2 separate regions of the Mus musculus genome follow, and region 2 is linked to region 1. A link is a contact called in public promoter capture Hi-C data. All regions are on one chromosome and are shown on one strand. The core of a region is the stretch at or near the end of the contact, and the rest is flanking DNA. Distances in the headings are between cores, read along the strand shown.

Region 1 (4,705 bases), core at 781-3,280:
AAATAGACATGTACATAGTATTCAGTCCTCTGACTTGCACTGCTAGAAGGTCCTTCCAAGGCAACTCACCTACTGCCAAAGATGACAGCTGACACACGAGAGCCAAACAAGTGGACTCAATATCAAAGCACTAGCAAGACACATAGGGTTCTTCTTACATGTATGTTTCACTGAGAAACATGCATAAAGCTAATCAAACAAGTATTATGGACGGTTTCAGAGTTACATGACCATAGATTCACATTAATGTGGCCGGTGGAAAAATGTGATACAATAGATTACAGCACAGGATAACTGGACCTGGCTGTCAGAACTCTTTGTCCCTTGGTGCACCCTGCACTCTTCTGTACCGAGTGCTTTCCACAAGCAGTTTCTCAAAGTTCAGCCTCCCAGGACAACTTTAGGTCAGAAGGATTTCTCAGACTACTTACCCAAAATGCAGCTTCCTATGCATCACTGCAGAGCTAGTGAATTCAAATTGGTAAAGCAATCGCCTAGAAACAGAAACAGCTAACTATCCTTGGTATTTCCAATGCATATTAAAAAGTGAGATTTGGGCTGGAGAGATGGCTCAGCAGTTAAGAGCACTGACTGCTCTTCCGAAGGTCCTGAGTTCAAATCCCAGCAACCACATGGTGGCTCACAACCATCTGTAACAAGATCTGGTGCCCTCTTCTGGAGTGTCTGAAGACAGCTACAGTGTACTTTCATTAAATAAATAAATAAATAAATAAATCTTTAAAAAAGTGAGATTTGCACCTAGCATTGGTTTAAAAAAATGACCCTGACATACAGAGTTGAAATGTTTTATGGGTTTACAATAGTTTTAAATTGTAAATAGTAAAAATCACTTATTTTTTTTAACCAAAATGTAAATAGGAAGAAGTTACAAATCACTCAGGATTTATGGTAAATAATGTGTGAATTGACACTGTTAAATGTAATACTGTATTCACCATTTGTGGAACTAAAAATTAATAATTTTATGTGTACAAGTGTTTTGTCTTCATGTATGTCTACATACCATATGTTTTGTTGAAGGAAGCCAGAAGGCCTTGAATCTCCTAACATTTAGTTACTAATGGCTGTGAGCAGGCACGTGAGTACTGGGAATTAAGGTCCTCTGGAAAAGCAGCCGATACTTTTAAATGTCGAGCCATCTCTCCAGTCCAAAATGTTTTGTATTTCATCAGGTTTATAGTTAACTTGGAATCTGGAATATGCATCTGGCTATGTTTGTTTGGATTACCCATAATGTACCCACCCGTCCCAATAGCATAGTAACCAGCATTCAACCCACCATCCACCAGACTGAGAAGTAAACCTTCTTTGGACATTACCTCCAATAGGGTAATGGCGCCAGTGAAATCTCTCTGCGAAAGTAGATCCTCTAGTTTTGGAATCTTCCTCCCTTTCTTCTTTCTTTTGTCAGTGTGCGGTGACTCCCCGCCCACAGCGGGTTTGGCCCTTGAAAGCATCTGTAAAACAAATAGCAAAGACTGTTCTATCAAAAGTCATTTTTAAACTGAGGGTAACAGCTCTCAGTCAGATCTACCCTTACCATCAGACCCTAGGAAGTCTATTCAGATTCTTTTTTTATTGTGCATTTTAGTAAAAGGACCATTACCTACTACTGAAGGGGAACCGAATAGCTACTTCCAACAACTTTATCCATAAGAGACAAACAAACACTCACGCAGCTTCTACTACCTAGGTCTTCCAAGATTCTTTTTTCCAGTTCACAGTCTAGTATCGGGAAATGAAGAAGCAGGAGGGAAGAGAGCATCGAGGTACATAGATTTCTTCGCATCCCTCCCTATTCCCGGTGGAAACACTGGAGGGATAAAGGGATCGCCCTCTAGAGACGCACCTAGATTCTATCCAACAGTGCGTTGAGAACTCTAAACCCAGGTACAAACCTATTCAAAATCCCCCACCCTTACTATTCAGAGCCACTAACCATCTTGGCGTCGGTCCTGTGAGCCCCCGCTGCAGATAGTCTGCAAAGGCTGTGCTTCGGCGAGTTGCCACATCCACACAGCGAGCTCCGTTTCCACGGCAACGCCGCCGGGAGGCTGGTCCTTCTGAGAAAGGGCTCGTCCCAAAACCAATGTCCTAAGCTTCTTGGTTCCGTGTGTTTCCGCAGCTGGAAGAGTAGGTGCTTCTCTCAAGGGAGTTAATCCTTGTTGTTTGTGCTGAGGATGAAAATGGGGCTGTGTCTCTACTTAGGAAAGCAGTTTAAGAAAAGGCGATTTAGAAGTACTATTACAACTAGGAAGTATATTTCAAAAGCAAGTTTCTTGGGAAGGTAATTTTCAAGGACCACTTCCGTTTTGCCTGGGGTGAGGACGACAACAGCTCCGCTTGTCTCGTACATTGTCTCTGTTTTCTGCTCGTTTCTGCTGGTACCTGCTGAAGCAAAGGATAGTTTGGAGGCAGAAGTGATACCAAAATATTTCCTCGAGACAATGTTAATCCCAAAGATGGGAGGAGAAAGACCACCACCCCAAATCATCATGACCAAATTAATTAAAGCAAGCTTTTTTATTCGTGTACACGGACTGCTTCTCTCTAAGGCCAGTTTGGAGAGATCAGCATTGGATGTGAGGAAGACAAGGTTTTTATAGATCATGGGGGTTGCGGGGGTGAAATGGGGAAAATAGGAGGGAGAGGTGTTATAAGAGCAGAATATAACAATAACAAGTTAGTCCTAACTACCTCCTGAAACAGTCATGGTTGCAAGGTGGGCATAACAACAGATAGCCATAACAAGGTAGTTATAAAACCTTTTGAAACAAAGGTAGAGTTGCAAGATGGTTCTAAACAACTTTTAGAAACAATGTCATGATTTGGCATTCTTGGAACGGTCAGTACAGAACCATTTGTAGTTAAGGCTATAGGCGAGGCATAGCTCAATCTGAGAAACAAAAATTTAATCATAAGCAGGAATGAACCTAGTTTGTTTTTACTATAAGGTGACTTCTGTTTGTTTTGTTTTTGCTTTGCTTTGCTTTTTGTTTTATTTTTCAAGATAGGATTTCCCTGTGTAACAGCTCTGGCTATCCTGGAACTCTCTTTGTAGATCAGGCTGGCTGGAACCCACAGAGATCTGCCTGACTCTGCCTCCCAAGTGCTCATGTTAAAGGCATGTGCCACCACACCCAGCTATAAATGGGCTTTTAAAGTCTAGGATGGAAGCAGGCTGGTTCTTCAACACACCTATACACAATTAGAAACTATAAAAATGTGTGTACAATTAAAGCAAGAATGGAGTATTTACTCCAGAGCAGCGTTAATTTAGTTGCAATATATACATATATATATACACATACATATATATATATACACACATACACACACACACATATATATATATATATTTTTTTTTTTTTGCTTTGTTTTTCGAGACAGGGTTTCTCTGTATAGCCCTGGCTATCTTGGAACTCACTTTGTAGACCAGGCTGGCCTCGAACTCAGAAATCTGTCTGCCTCTGCCTCCCGAGTGCTGGGATTAAAGGCGTGCGCCACCATGCCCGGCTGCAAAAAATATTTTCAAATGATGGAATTGTGGAATGTTGGAGCTAGAAGAGACCTTAGAGGGCATGCATGCAGTCAAACTTTCAGAGCAGATCCACTAAAGGCCTAAAATCTTAACAACTTGTACTTATATATACTATAAATGTATGAAAAGCGTTGCATAGACTTCTCCAGCCTTTGCATCTCTTCTCACATTTGCAATCTGTTGGTGAGTGAATGACTTTTGTCTTTATATATACACGCTTGTATATACACAAATTGGTATGCAGAGGCAAATATATCCACTTTAGAGAGGCACAATTCAACAAGCACTCCACTCCACTTAAAATTCCTTTGTTTCCAAATCTCAGAAATGGTCCTACTTTCAATAAAAATTTCAAAAAGATTTATTTTAGCTACTTTTTGTGGTGTGATATAGATGACAGATCCTTTAGTTGAAATAGTCAAATAATTACAAAATAATCTTTTAAAAGTACAACTCAGTAGACTTTAGTGTACCCTTTACCAGTCTTAAATCCCAAATCATCCCAGGAAGAAACCTTACAATGGTGCTGGAGAGATGGCTCTGTCATTAAAAGCACTGGCTGCTCTTCCAGAGATTCTGAGGTCAATTCGCAGCAACTATACAGTAGCTCACAACCATCTATAATGTAATCTGATGCCCTATTCTGATATGCAGGGTACATGCAGGTAAAGCACTCATATACATAAATAAATCTTTCTTTTAAAAATCAAAGAAGGGCTGGCGAGATGGCTCAGTGGTTAAGAGCACCGACTGCTCTCCCGAAGGTCCCGAGTTCAAATCCCAGCAACCACATGGTGGCTCACAACCATCCGTAATGAAATCCGATGCCCTCTTCTGGAGTATCTGAGGACAGCTACAGTGTACTTATATATAATAAATAAATAAATCTTAAAAAAAAAAAAAGAAAATCACTAAAGTAGAATGATCTTATAAAAAAAAAAAAAATCAAAGAAACCCTACAATGCACAGCAGAATTCATCATTTTGCATCCTCTAGCCTCTGTCAACCACGCATCTGTTTTCTGTCCCTGTTTATTTGACTATGCTGAACATTTCATAGAAATAAAACCATACAAAGAAGAACCATGTTTCAGATCTCCAAATACTGAAAAATTCAAAATCAACCCAGCAAAATTATTAGCTA
Region 2 (4,705 bases), core at 1,530-4,029, 1.0 Mb before region 1:
GCAGGTCGGTTTATTTCTCAGAACAAATCAATACACGAAGATGGTTTTTGTCATCTTTGCATTCCACATCGTTTTCTCACTAAACACAGGTCGGTCAAGAGGATGAAAACCAAGCGCCAGGCAGGCGCCTTCCTAGTCTGCATTCAATGCATGACTCAGATGGCTTCTTCCTCATACTCATTGACACATTCTATCTTTCTCCACGTATACAATGTGCAGTTATTAGAGCTGTAACCATAAGAAGGTATAGATTGGGAGTTGTGGAGAGATGGCTCAAGTATAAGCATGCAGCTGTCCTACCCGTTAGCATCAATGTGGGTTCCTCATGGCCTTTTCCCAGCAAAGCAGCAGGGCATGGACGAGGGAGATCTGTGTTCAGGCAGGGAAAAAAACGTCAGCTGTGGCACCAGGAGCACAAGCTGAACCACCTCTGCTGGGACTGAATTGAGTGGATGTGGCGATGCTACACAAAAGAGTCCCCAGAGTCTAAAAGCTGGCTGGTTCCAGTACTGGAGGTGAGTTTTCTGTCCATCACTTCTCTGTTTATGTTGAACATTTGGGGCAAGTACACTGATTCACGTATTCAGCAACACATCTTAGGCCAAAAGTACAGGAATGCTCTGTTCAAATGTATTATTACTAGGAACTTAAGTATTGCCTGTGAGATATCAGGTTTTTTTCTATGTCTAATAAACTTTTGAATTGATTTAAAAAAAAATGAAGGGGGTGCCTGTATTCCAAGTTGATTGTGGATTGCTTATGCCCTGGTCATTGATACAGCAGGGATAGGAAGCGAAAGCCTTTTCCTGTGTTTGGAAGGTCAACTCCTGTCCTTGTGAAACCTTGGTGCTTTCGAAGAACACATCTTCTCCAGCCCAGCCTCTTGGCCTCCTGCCTGCTGACCCCAGGCTCACAGAATACTCTCTGCCAGTGCTGTTCTATAGCCTCAAAGGCTCCTGGAAGGGAGGTGGGAGCAGGGCTCTGCATTCAGGGGTTTTATTCTGGCCTAGTTTTGCAAGTCTCCACGAGCCCCAGTTGCATCCTCCGGTGGAACAGTTTTTCCTGCCTTCCTTGGCTGCTGCAGTAGAGAGGCCTCTAGAAGCCTGTGCGGCAGGCAGAAAGCTGCTTTATGTCTCCTCTTTGCCTCCCAGGTGTCTGTGGACACTAGAGTACCAGGGAGTGGACAGTAAGACCACAACACAACTTGAAACTGGATACACTGCCCACTCAGAACATATCTTTTCCTTTGCTTGGTAATTGGCTCAGATGTGGGAGACTCCAGCATATGAAGTCTTGACACCAACACTTTAGAGGGCTAAGACCTGTCCCTGTGAATGACTATAGTGACAAGAACTTTTCCATTGAATTTGTTGCTAACATTTGTGCTACCTCCCCAACAGCTGTGCAACAAATCTTAAAGATTAAAAGTAAAATAAAATAAAGGGGGACAGTGGTGAAGTCTTTAAACCCCAGGATTCAATATTTGGGAGGCAGATCTCTGTTCATTGAAGTCCAGCCAGGTTTACTTTATTGAGGAGGGAGAGAGAACTTTGGATCTAAAATGTTCCTCAGAAGTTCATGTGATGTGTCTTGGACTCCAGTGATTTATGCTTAGACACAGTTTTGGAGAAATGATTGGCACTGCCCTCATCAGTGGATTCATATAACCTGATGGTGGAAACTCTAGGGGAATGGGCATAGTTAGCTGGGAGCCAGTACTTGGGAGCATGTCCTTGAAGGCTGTCTGCTTACTGACAGATTCTTGCAGTGTAGCCCAGGCTGGCCTCAAGCCTGTGACCCTTTTTGATAGGTTATTTCTCTGATGTTGGTGAAATGAGCCAATTCACACTAGATTCGAGTCTATTAAAGGCAGGTTTATTGGGAAGCTCTCTCAGGCAGGCTAGTTCACTGGCCTCAGGAGTCGCCACGGGGGTAAGGATGGGATAAGGAAGGGAGAGAGAAAAAAAGAAAGGGCATGCAGGCAGAGAGGAGACAGAGAAAATGTCTAGAAATATAGGGAGGAGCCTCTGGGGTGAAGGGCAGCCTAGCTCCTGGGCTGGAAAGTTCAAGGTTGGGGGCAGGGAATGCCAGATAGGGACTAAAAGGACGCTAGGGAAGTCCGGAGGTCAAGTCTGCTTTGATATGTAAAATATGCACCTCAGTTCCTGGTCAGGTATAAAACCAAACACTTTTTTCCTTTAGCTTCCCAAGAGCTGGTATTACAAACAGGCTACCACACATAATTCATTTACAACATTACTGTTATTACTTTGACAGGATCTATTTAGCTTGGGCTGGTCTCGAACTTGCAGCCATTGTGATACTCAAGTCTTCACATTGGTGGGATTCCAAGATGTCTGCCGCCAGGCCCACCTGGGCACTTCCATCAGCAGGGATTCTGACAGTTCCTGTGAGAGAAAGAAACAGATCCCAACACAATAGGTTGGGATCTCACTCTAGATAAAGAGCAGACACAGCCCCAGGCCTTCCCCCACCTTGTACGTGCGCCACCAGCCATAGGCAGAAGTTGGTCCTTGCATGTGGTCCTTTGATGGCTAGGATGGCTAGGACCAGGACCATCCTAGCACACCTGGCTAAGCGTGTGATCACGCCCCTTTAGGGCGGAGCCTAAGCCATCACCAATCAGCGTCGCCGGAGGAGGGCCGCGGGTGCCCTGCGGAGCCCGCAGTTCCTGAGACCTGAGCGCTCGGAGACGCGGTGACACGGCGCGGGACTGGCGCAGAGCTCTCGGGCTCCTCAGCCTCCCTCCCCTCCCCTCCCTTCGCTGTCTTCTCCTTCTCAGCCGGACCGGAACTATGTGATCCCGGAAGTTCCGGGGCCATTGCTGTGTGGGATAAACAGTAATGGCGGAGGCTGCGGCTCCCGGAACAACAGCCACAACATCAGGAGCAGGAGCGGCAGCGGCGGCGGTGGCAGCGGCCTCCCTCACCTCTATCCCCACAGTCGCTGCCCCGTCCCCGGGGGCGGGAGGAGGGGGCGGCGGCAGCGACGGCAGCGGCGGCGGCTGGACGAAACAGGTCACCTGCAGGTAGGACGTTGCGTGGCGCGGCGGAGGGCGGGGGCTGCGGGGCCGAGCAAGAGGCGGAGGCGGGCGTCGCGGGGTCCCCGCTGCGGCTGTCCGTACAGCATCGCTGCGTCAGCCTCCGCAGAGGTTGGCCGCGGCATCGCTGCGGGTTTCAGACTGCGGGCTCGGACTGCAGGGCGGTCCCGTCACCTCGCCTCGCTCAGCGGCGCCCCGGTGCGTGCGGAGAGGACCGGTGTCCCCGCCCTGGCCTCCATCGCTACAGGTTCGGGGATGCGGCGCGAGCTCGCCGATGCGAATCGGGCTCTAACGACCCTCGGTGCGCCCTGAGACCCTCCAAGGGTCCCGGCGAGCTCGGCCGGCCCCGGGGCTCCGAGCCGGGCTATCCGTTTGTAACGTCTTTTCTGCTCTCTGCGCCGCTCACCCCCGCCCCGCCGGGAGCAGCCGCTTTTGTATGCCTTTGTATGTAAGTCGGTGGTCGGCGGTTCCGAGCTTTGTCTCCGAACCGAGCGTTCGGAGCCGGCGTTAGGCTCTTCCACCCTTGGTTTTATGAACTGCCATTATTATTACTGTCCCTTTGAGAGGCGTTCTTCTTTGCGAGAAAGGAGATCCGACCAGAGAGGTTTGGTTCTTGTTTGGTAAGCGAGACGAAATTATTGGGAAAATGTATGATCAGGTGACAGTTATACAGTACGTATGTTAAAAAATAATTCCCCAGCTATAAACGTTGGAGGAAGGATTGTTTGTATTAACGATGGGAGGGGGCTTATTGAGACAGTCCTACTGTGTGGCCCCGGTTGACCTATATAGTCTGACTGCCCTAGAATTTTCGGCAATCCTCTTGTTTTTGCCTCTCTAGTGCGGGAGTGCAGGGGTGAGATGATACCACGCCCGAGTATATAGATTTTAACTACCAGGAAGGACTATATACGCTTTTCTATCGGCTAAGAAAATTAAAAGGAAATGCCACTTTAAACCCGGCAAGGACAGTTTATTAACCGCAAATGCTAAAGGCAATTCCTAATGAACAACTCGGTGTTGATATTAACTCCCAAACTGAAGAATCTTCCAGTCTTTCCTGTAACACATTTAATAACGTCAGATTAAAGCTTTCCCCTCAGTCTGTTCTTTTTTTTTTTTTTTTGAGGCAAGGTCCAGCTTTGCAGCCTGGTTGTCCTAACACTGTTGCATTGACCAGGCTGGCCTTGAACTTCCCTCCTCCAGCCTTTGCCCTCCTAGTACTAAGGATAGTGTTTCCACCCGGGCTGATATTGAAAATTTAAATCCTTGATTTTTTTTTTTCTTTCATCTACTATCTTTCTCTAGTCTAGTTCTAAATACCCATTACCAAATAACATTTCATAACTGATTTCATTATCATCCTGTCAGATGCTTGCAACTTTATACATTTCTGCTTCAACATTTCTTCTTTCCTTTTCCCTCCCTTACTCCCTCTTCCTTCCTAAGACAGTGTTTCTTTATGTAGCCTTAGCTGTCCTGGGACTAGCCCTGTAGATCAGCTTGGCCTGGAACTCACAGGTCTCTGAGTGCTGGGATTAAAGGGGTGAACCGCTACTGTCCGGTTAACATTTTCCCTTAATTTTTTTATGATTTGTGGGTATGGTTGGGGCAGTTGGTTCCCCAGCATCTGTGGAGAAGTGT

Evidence for each region. Promoter capture Hi-C pulls out the DNA fragments that hold promoters and counts their contacts.
Region 2: a contact with region 1 is called in a promoter capture Hi-C map of pre-B cells, with 3 times the contacts expected there. The contact joins the promoter of Mkrn1 here to the promoter of Ttc26 in region 1. A contact is called at or near these places in 2 of 39 promoter capture datasets (cranial neural crest and pre-B cells).

The regions. Positions count from the first base shown.
Region 1 is chr6:38,378,849-38,383,553 of GRCm38.p6, reverse strand. It overlaps Ttc26 (tetratricopeptide repeat domain 26), which reads right to left and starts at 2,030. Exons shown (of 18, transcript NM_153600.2): 1 at 1,961-2,030; 2 at 1,341-1,478. The coding sequence starts at 1,963.
Region 2 is chr6:39,418,443-39,423,147 of GRCm38.p6, reverse strand. Mkrn1 (makorin, ring finger protein, 1) reads left to right here and starts at 2,779. Exons shown (of 8, transcript NM_018810.2): 1 at 2,779-3,049. The coding sequence starts at 2,865. It overlaps Gm10244 (predicted gene 10244), which reads right to left and starts at 2,770. Exons shown (of 2, transcript NR_152168.1): 1 at 2,496-2,770; 2 at 1,854-2,408. It overlaps Gm25402 (a small nucleolar RNA gene), which reads left to right and starts at 729; the gene lies at 729-859.